Regions from separate parts of the Zea mays genome. Here region 2 is linked to region 1. Evidence: chromatin contacts called from public Hi-C data. All regions are on one chromosome and are shown on one strand. Each heading gives the region's core, a stretch centred on a gene start, on an enhancer-like site or on the middle of the called end of the contact. The rest is flanking DNA. Distances are from core to core; before and after follow the strand shown.

Region 1 (4,328 bases), core at 786-3,285:
GTTTTATATAACAAGGCTGTTGTCTTTTATATACTCCCTCCATTTCAATTTAGAATTCGTTTGACTGTTTTATTCCAAATTTGACCGACTCGTTTTATTAAAAAAATCATAATTATTATTAATTTTACTGTGATATCATCTACTATATAATATAATTTAAATATCATCTACTATATAATATAATTTAAATATGGCTTTGAATTTTTTAATTTTTTAAATAAGACAAGCTAGTGAAACTTGTCATAAAAAAGCCGAACAAATTATAAATTAGGATAGAGAGTACTATATATTAAGGCTGTGCGCAGCGGTACGCGCTAGCCTTCCCCCTCCCCTTGCATGCCGGCTGTAGGGGTCACCCTACCGCCGCAGCGGTGTCCCCTACAGCGCACCCTACGCGTCGGTCTCCTTCTCTCTCCCCCTAGATCTAGCGTGTCACTGTTCATCACCCTAAACACTATGTTGTGGGTCCACCAGTAATTGTTAGTAGATAAAAAATTGATAGTTGATATAGAAAACGATATTTTATAGTTGTAGTGGGGTATAGGGGAGTATTTAGGGGAAACCGCTGCGGGAGATGAAAAAATAGGGGGAAATATAGGGGAGAAAAGTGATATAGGGAGAAAAATTTAGGGATAATGGTTGCGGATAGCCTAATGCCTTGCATAGTATGTGTCTTGATGCATAGTATGTGTTTCTCTAGAAGTAGTCAACTAAGAAGTCTTCAGCGTACTGTAGTCGCTGTTTCCGGTCAACAAAGTAGTAAACGATAGCGACGGGACTGCAGAGATGTCAAGATCCTCAAAGAAAACCAGTGTACACGGTTGTGTCCGCTACCAAAATCTGTTGACGAAACTGTAGCTCCCAGATAATTCAAATAGAAGACAGAGAGTTTCAGTCGTTTGATTGGAATGACCGATTCAAGAGTCGTGCGAAACTAGTATAGTGGACATTTTTTTTCTCCCAGAAAAGAAGTACAGTGCCACAGTGGACAAAAAAGGGGGAGATAATTTGGGTTGTTTGAGTGTGCGCATGTTTTTTTCTTTTTCGTGTAATCGTGTTCTTGAGACGAACCTCCTGTTTTAAAATCTGATTTGAAGGAGCCATCTAGGGCTAAAAACGAACAAAAACTAAAAACTTGGCAATCTGTTGCTGATATCTCACCTGGTGGGGTTGCCGTCGGCGTCACGTTAAATGCCGTAGGAGATGGCAGTGGCGCCGGTGGCGACGCCGCTGGCAGACGTAGCGAGGGCGCTCCGGAGAAGAAAGAATACACCTCGTACCTGAAATTGCACCGCGTCCCTATAATCCTCCCGCCCTTACTTCCGCTGAGAGACCCTGGCATCGCCGATATTATGCTCCCAAGGCAGCTCCGGCAGTCTGCGGACGACATGTCCGGCGTGCACTGCGTGAGCCCGTAGATGGTGGGGTAGCTGGCGTCGAAGCCCTCTTCCCCCGTGGCAAACCGCGACGAGTTCGCCGCCGCGTAGTCGCCGGTGGCGTTGAGGAGCATGACGACGGCGGCGTCGAACGCCTGCACCGGCGAGCTCACGCTCTGAGTGTTCATGAGGATGATGTTATCATTGCCGTTGTCGGTGGTGCTGGCGATGAAATCCTGGTTGGAGAAGCGGAGGTAGCAGTCGTCGTAGACCACGGCCGCGTCATTCTTGTAGGGGCAGAGCTGCTGCGCGTCTTGAAACCCCGTGGCGACGCAGGAGCCGCAGGCCGTGGCGTTGGTGTCCCCGCGGCAAAGCGCGAGCGCGTAGACGACATACGGGACGGCGCCGACGCTGCCCTCCGCGAAGAGGTTCCTCGAGCGGGACGCGTTCGCGGAGAGCGCCTTGGCGAGGCTTTCGAGGTTGGACTGGTAGGTGCTGTTGGCCGTGTAGTTGCCGGTGTTCCCGCAGAGCTGCCACGCCTGCGCAGCGGCCCGCGGCGAGAAGAGGAGGAGGGAGGCGACGGTGAGGAAGAGAAGGTAGCCCATGACGAGGCGCGGGGAGGCGACGCGACCCAACGCGGCCGTGGCCGTTGCCATGGCGTTACGGCTGCTCGTGCCGTCTTGCGTGGCGAGCAGTGATATAGAGGAGGGTAGTGCCGTGGCCTCTGGCCTGTGCGTCGCCGTCGTGGTCTCTGGCCTATGCTAATAAGGAGCATGAAGATGTACTTTATCCTGCCGCACACCCGTTTGAAATATGTCAGTACAAACCTTTGAAATATGAAATACAAAATTTTCAATTAAAAAGTTTTATTCCAGCTGTACAAAGTCCATATCATACCAGTAGAAGTTTACAATATAATATGCTACTACAATAATAGAAGGATACTAAAATAAGAGTGTAATACAAAGTTTTGAATCTTAGGGTAGAATAATTAAAACGAGCCAGTATAAAGTTTATGAATATAGGTGTGCAGTTTTAAAAATCCCAAAAAATTTAACCTGGCTATATATACAAATTTTACAATATCATATTATAGTTCAAAGTTAATAAATTCTGAATGCAGAGTTGGATCTAGGAGTATAATGTCGTTGGATATTACAGAAAGATTTCAAATTCAGAGAGCAAAATTTTGAATGATGTCTATAAAGGTTTTCGATATCAGATTTAAAATCTAAACAAGTAGCAAAAGTTTGAACTCGTAATTTCAAAGTTTGCAATATTTTTTTAAAAAAATAGATCACATCAGATTAATAAAATAGAAAAAACTAATTAACGAATCAGACGTATGCACAAAACTAGATGGTCCTCTAAACCAACTATTAGTGGAACTACATGAATCGACTAGTACTACCTTATTGAATTTATATAATAGATCACACATGTAATTAGCTCAAAAAAACCTATCAAACTTCAAACCAGTATACATTTACCATTTAGTATGCGTGTGCGCGTTGAAAATAGAAACAGCGGAGGCGTGTCCAATAATAATTTGGGGGCAGCGTCATGCATTCAGGGTACGAAGCTTCAACAGTGAGATGTCATGTCCCGAACGAATTGACCAGGTAGACCAACGGTCAACGGAGACCCATAATTCTCTTTCTAATAATCTTTCTAAATCTTTTTTTTGGAAAAGTAGGGAAAATTCGTGGAAGTAATTTGGACTTGCAGTCCCCGGCAGGATTGGAACGAGGTCATGTTTTATACTCTCTCAGCCCTAAAATATTCATTATCATTTGAATGTGGACGAAAAAAGTGAATTAAAAAGAATTATATTTTAGAACGGATGAAGTATCATAAAATGGTCTATAGTTTATTAATAAAAGTTAACTATTAAACTTTAGACTATTTTACATTATATATATATGATCTAACAAATTAATATAGTACTTTTTATCATAATGCCTGAACCTTTAACAACACTCAAGAGCTCAAATTATTTTAAGTTTAATGTCTATCAACTCTCTCGGTCCCTAAATAGAACATTAGACAACTCTAAATATTCGTTTTTGACAAATGTGAAAATGGGACAAAACAATATGATTGTTCGACCTTTTTTGCTTTTCCCGTTTTACCCGCGTGTAACATCCCGTTTTAGATAGTACAATGAGAAAAATCATAGACGACTATGTGAAATTGCAACAAACAAATCTATAATTGATTGTTTTCTTTGGTAGACATATATATATTATAATATATTGCTTCCATATGTGTAGATAAGATGTTTCAATTGATTGCAACACTATTATATTTTAATAGTCTATGCGATGGTTGTTTTCGTTTTTTATGCCCGATTCCGATTCATTATCGATTTACTCCGATGGTACCATTTTCGATCATGTTTTTAAAATAAAATATGAAAAATGAAAATAGAAGATAGGTTATTCCGATCGATCCCGTTTTCATCCCTATTGGTCACCTGGCACTAGCAGAGGACCTTGGTGTGCAGCGGCGCTAGTCTGCCAAGAGGCGACTCCGGACCACCTCGGTCGCTGGAAAACGGTTGCGGGCAGGGCCGTACCGGAGGGGGTGCAGAGGGTGCGGCCGCACCGAGCCCCCAAAAACAGGGGGGCCTAGCCACTGAACGCTAGCACTTTTTCTATTAAATCTATCTATTCTAGACACAAATACGCAAAGAGCGATGCGCCATCGATCAGTCTCGTTTAGATTGTTAAACTAATGTCTCAATTACTTATGGAATACTCCATCTGTTCAAAATAGTATTTGTTTTAGCTCTTGATTTTTATGTTTATATTCAACTAGATGATGATGAATCCACTAAGTAAGCAAAACAAATTCTATTTTGATATAGAGAGAGTATTATTTACTATAAATATGATGGTTGCATCAGCAGAGAGAAGCTTTTTAAAATTGAAATATTTTGTAAACTATTTT
Region 2 (4,328 bases), core at 673-3,172, 630 kb before region 1:
CCCTTTGTATATTATATATGGTATGGTATAAATAAATTCCGCGACCAGAAGCTAATGTGGATCGGTGGATTAGCTTATGTCTATTCTTGCCTGTTTGGTTATGTTCCTCCTCGCATGTGAAAACTGACGACGGCTGTTGGTAGAAGTGGATGCGCATTACTACATGCTAGCTGTGCGCCTGTGCGTTTTGGTATAACGTGCTCGCCTGTTATCAAGACGTGGCCGCCATTGACCTCGTTCCTCTGCCTGAAATGATTTGGGTGGTATCGATCTTCTTTCTGCTTAAGAACAATCAGCTCCTGTTTGTTTCATTTCATTTTAAAAAATTAAAATCTTACATGTTTCCTTTCATTTTGAGGAATTAGAATCTTACTAATGGAATAGACTATTTTTTTAAATGTAACATTCTACCACTTTTAAAAGTTATTATATAAGCCTATCTTAAATTCATGAGTGAGAAATGAAAATTGATTATATAGATTTACATACTATTTTTCCGATATACAACTTATAGCACACTCTTCTACATGTTTCGCTATACCATAAATATAGTATATAACTATCTCTTATATGATTTAGGATAATATACAAATATATTACATATATAAACATATGAATTTAATTAGTTTTGTCCAATTTATAATTATTAAAATGGAATTGAATTCCAACAAAACAAATGGGCCTCATTGTATTTGTAGAGCCAAATTCATATTTCTGAGCTGTATGGAAAACATTCATATTTCTGAACAGCATGGAAAACATTATATCGTTCCTATGCCTCGAAGTTTTGCAACATAGTGGTTGTGAAATGGATTCGCACACCCTGTCACTGAAGACATAACCATTGACCAATGCCGCTAAAATGGAATTATAAGAAGTAAATATCACAATTTACACCCATGTACCGAATATAAACACACGACAAGAGTAAAAAGAAGAAGCACAAATGAATATACCGCTTGTACGTTCGCAGTAACAGAAGTCCTGTTTCAGGTACAGTACAGCAGCAGTAAGCAGTAACTCAAAAAGTCAAAACTGCAACGTGCGTGCAAATTACACGCACGTTGCTAGCTTAGGCGACCAAGGCCACCAGAGCGGCCACCGCCAGCCCAGCCACCGCGGCCGCGGGCTGCTGATACCGCGGCGCGCTGCTCGGTGCGCCCGCCGGCGACTTCCCTGCAGCGCCCAGGGCCACCTTGTGTCCCGCCGCCGGTCCGGGCGCGTAGGCGTCGGCTGCTGGAGGCGATGAGGATGACTGGAGCGGAGCCTGCGCGGGGCCGCTTGCCGCGGCGGTGGCGGAATCGTAGGGAACGGTGGTGATCGTGACGTGCATGGTGCCGTTGAGGCAGTGGCGCGGGATGCCGCAGATGAAGTAGCGGGTGCCCGTGGCGGTGAGCTTGAAGGCGGTGCTGCCGCCGGAGTGGGTGGAGATGGGGCTGCCGGCGTTGCAGCTGGCGTAGTCCGCCGCCGTCACCTCCAGCACGTTGTGGTACGGCATGTACTCGAACGCTGCAGTTAGTCGTTAACGTACATTATCGCACGCCACATCAAGATGAGATGGGAAGGAAATAATGCACGGGCAAGTACGTGAACGGAGAGAGCTAGCAGTAGCACGCACTTATGGTGTCGCCGACCATGAACGTCTTGCCGGCGGTCCACTTGCCGTAGTCGACGTAGGTGTCCCACCTGTCTGACCCGCCCACCGTGTAGTCCTTCGCCGACGCCGTCGTCGCGGCCAACGCCGCAACCACCGCTACCACGGCCAGCAGTGCTCCGGCGGAGGCGATCTTATTCATGCTCGCTCCCGGCCCGTACGTACGCGTCCTTTGAGTGGTGGTCCACCGAATTATATTGCTTCGGCGTTCGGGTCGGTATATATGGCCCTTTAATTTGGGATCGCGTGTGCTGCAAAAGGTGATAGGACTATATATACACGGAGACACAGAACATGGAGAGAAATTCCCTTCTTTGCCAATGCCAAACGAAGAGGTGTTCGTGGCCGACCATGAAACACATGCCCGTAGCAGGGGGGAAGACAGGCACACAGACTATGAGTTGGAGAATCTGCTGTTCATTTTCAAATGAATTCGGGGTCGAAATGATTAACTGTACGCTGCACCCTGAGACACTCAAAATTAAAGGTCAATGCAATGCAAGATTACATTGCAAGATGGCATGCATATATGCTTATTGGTTTGACTTTCGCCATTGATTCTGTGCACTACGTGAGCACGACTAGCTACACAGGCCCACTGGTTGCTTCGTCCCGCAACAGGAGCAGATCGCGAGGGAGCTCCCGGCCCGATCGATGTCGTGCGTGCCTCGCACGATCCTCGAAAATTTTCGCACGTACTATATCGATTAATTTTGATGAATCTTTTCAGCACAAGGGCATGTATAGTAGAGGGACACCAAAACGATTCTCCAAGCACAAAGAGACAATTAAGAGACTTTATTATACAATGAAGTGTCTATAAATATAGTCTATTAATAAATACAAAATTAAATGCGTTTGTACAACATCTGATCGATAGAACAGACGACAAATTCGTACAGTGGTAAGTGAGACGTCTGTTGCTACTTGGGTTACGAGCCAGATGCGTCTCTTCACGGAGAGACGGCTCCACGATTTTTTTTAAACACTTCAAGAGCCTCTACATTAAACACCAGTGTAAATGCCCTAATGTCATGTATAATGAGTGTCTTGAGGTGTGTCTTTAAGTATGTCTAAGAAGGTAAATGTAAAAAAATTAAGACACGTCCCTTGACGAAGACACTGTGTCTTGGCTCTATAGTCAAAACAGAAGAGTAGCTAATTGGTCAATTTAATTTATTGAATGCTCTGATCGATGTAATAAATATAGTAAGATACATATTTTAGATACACCAATTGTATTACATTGTTTTTTTTTGACGAAGGGGCGAAGCCCCCTATTTCATTAAGAAATAGGAAAGTATGTAACAACCGCACCCACGTGGTAGGACCTCCAAAAGAACAGACATGGCCAGAAAGTTATCTAGACTCTAAACACTATCGCTAGATCAGTGAAGAGACTACGATAACAGTGAAAGTTTTGGCCTACGAAGAGCTACATAAGACTTTCTTATATACAACCAACCAAGACAGGCAGAAGCCACAAAAGACCTGAACAGTTTGGCCAACAAAAGACAGACAACTATCCCAACAAGCTTTCTCGGCATCATCATCTTGTCATCCAGGAATCCGCCTGTCAAGAGGACACCACCCCAAGGCCCTCCCGAAAGCTTCACTTGCCGTCTTTCGGATTAACCTGCTTCCTAGCACCACCATTTTTCGCTCCTTCTTTTTCTGACGAATCGCCCAAGAATCCAACCAGAAGCAGCAAAGAAAAATGATGTTAGATGGGTCAAGTAAATGACTATTCCCAAAACACCAATCATTCCTAGTGCGCCAAATAGCCCAGAATAAAGCACCACAACCAAATAACACCAGCTGAGCCATCGTGTCTTTTGGTTTACAAAACCAATTATCATACAAATCTTTGATATTTTTTGGAATAGATCTCAAATTCAGGGCCACTTGAATAACTCTCCACATGTACTGAGCAATGGGGCAATAGAAAAACAAGTGATCAATGGATTCATCCACCCCACAGAAACAGCAGTTTAAAGAACCAATCCAGCATCTTTTTCTCAAATTATCCTTAGTAAGAATCTTATTTCTTACCACTAACCAGAAGAAAATCTTAATTTTATGAGGCAGTTTAGATTTCCACAAAAATTTATATGGAATCAAAGCTTGATTTTCCATTTTCTTTCTGTATAAAGAATTAACAGAGAAGCTTTTATTCCCCAGTGACCACACAATTCTATCCTCCTGATCAGATAGACAAATCTGCTCACAATAATCAATCAGATCATCATATAATAATTTTAGATTACCCACAATCCTTCTTCTGAAAGTCAGGGATTCAAAATTTGAAGTGAAAACTTCGTTAACAGAGACATCTTTGTTATAAGTCAAGTCAAACAAAACTTGAAACTGGCTAGACAACGGTTGGTCACCCAACCAAGTACTTTTCCAGAAACTAGTTTTCAAACCATTACCCACGTCAGTTTTACAGTATTTGTAAAAGATGTCCCTTAAACTCAACAGCTTTTTCCAGAAATGAGTGTCATTTTGCTTTTGTTTAACAACAATAAGGGGTTTTCCCTTAATATATTTACTAGCAATAATCTTTTGCCATAAACCATTTGAATTCTCAATATTCCAAAGCCATTTAGAAAGAAGAGAATCATTCATAACTTCAAGATTCAACACTCCAAGGCCACCTTGAATTTTGGGAGAA

Evidence for each region. Hi-C and Micro-C count contacts between places; a contact is called where the count stands out from the background.
Region 2: a Hi-C map of ear shows a contact between it and region 1, with 2.7 times the contacts expected there. The contact joins the promoter of LOC103633266 here to the promoter of LOC100279471 in region 1. A contact is called at or near these places in 2 of 25 Hi-C or Micro-C datasets (ear and tassel).

The regions. Positions count from the first base shown.
Region 1 is chr7:163,723,490-163,727,817 of Zm-B73-REFERENCE-NAM-5.0, reverse strand. LOC100279471 reads right to left here and starts at 2,035. Exons shown (of 7, transcript NM_001152475.1): 1 at 1,162-2,035. The coding sequence starts at 2,032.
Region 2 is chr7:164,352,667-164,356,994 of Zm-B73-REFERENCE-NAM-5.0, reverse strand. It overlaps LOC103633266 (chemocyanin), which reads right to left and starts at 1,922. Exons shown (of 2, transcript XM_008654969.2): 1 at 1,619-1,922; 2 at 831-1,509. The coding sequence starts at 1,796. The coding sequence ends at 1,073. LOC100273838 reads left to right here. Exons shown (of 5, transcript NM_001308397.1): 5 at 1-76.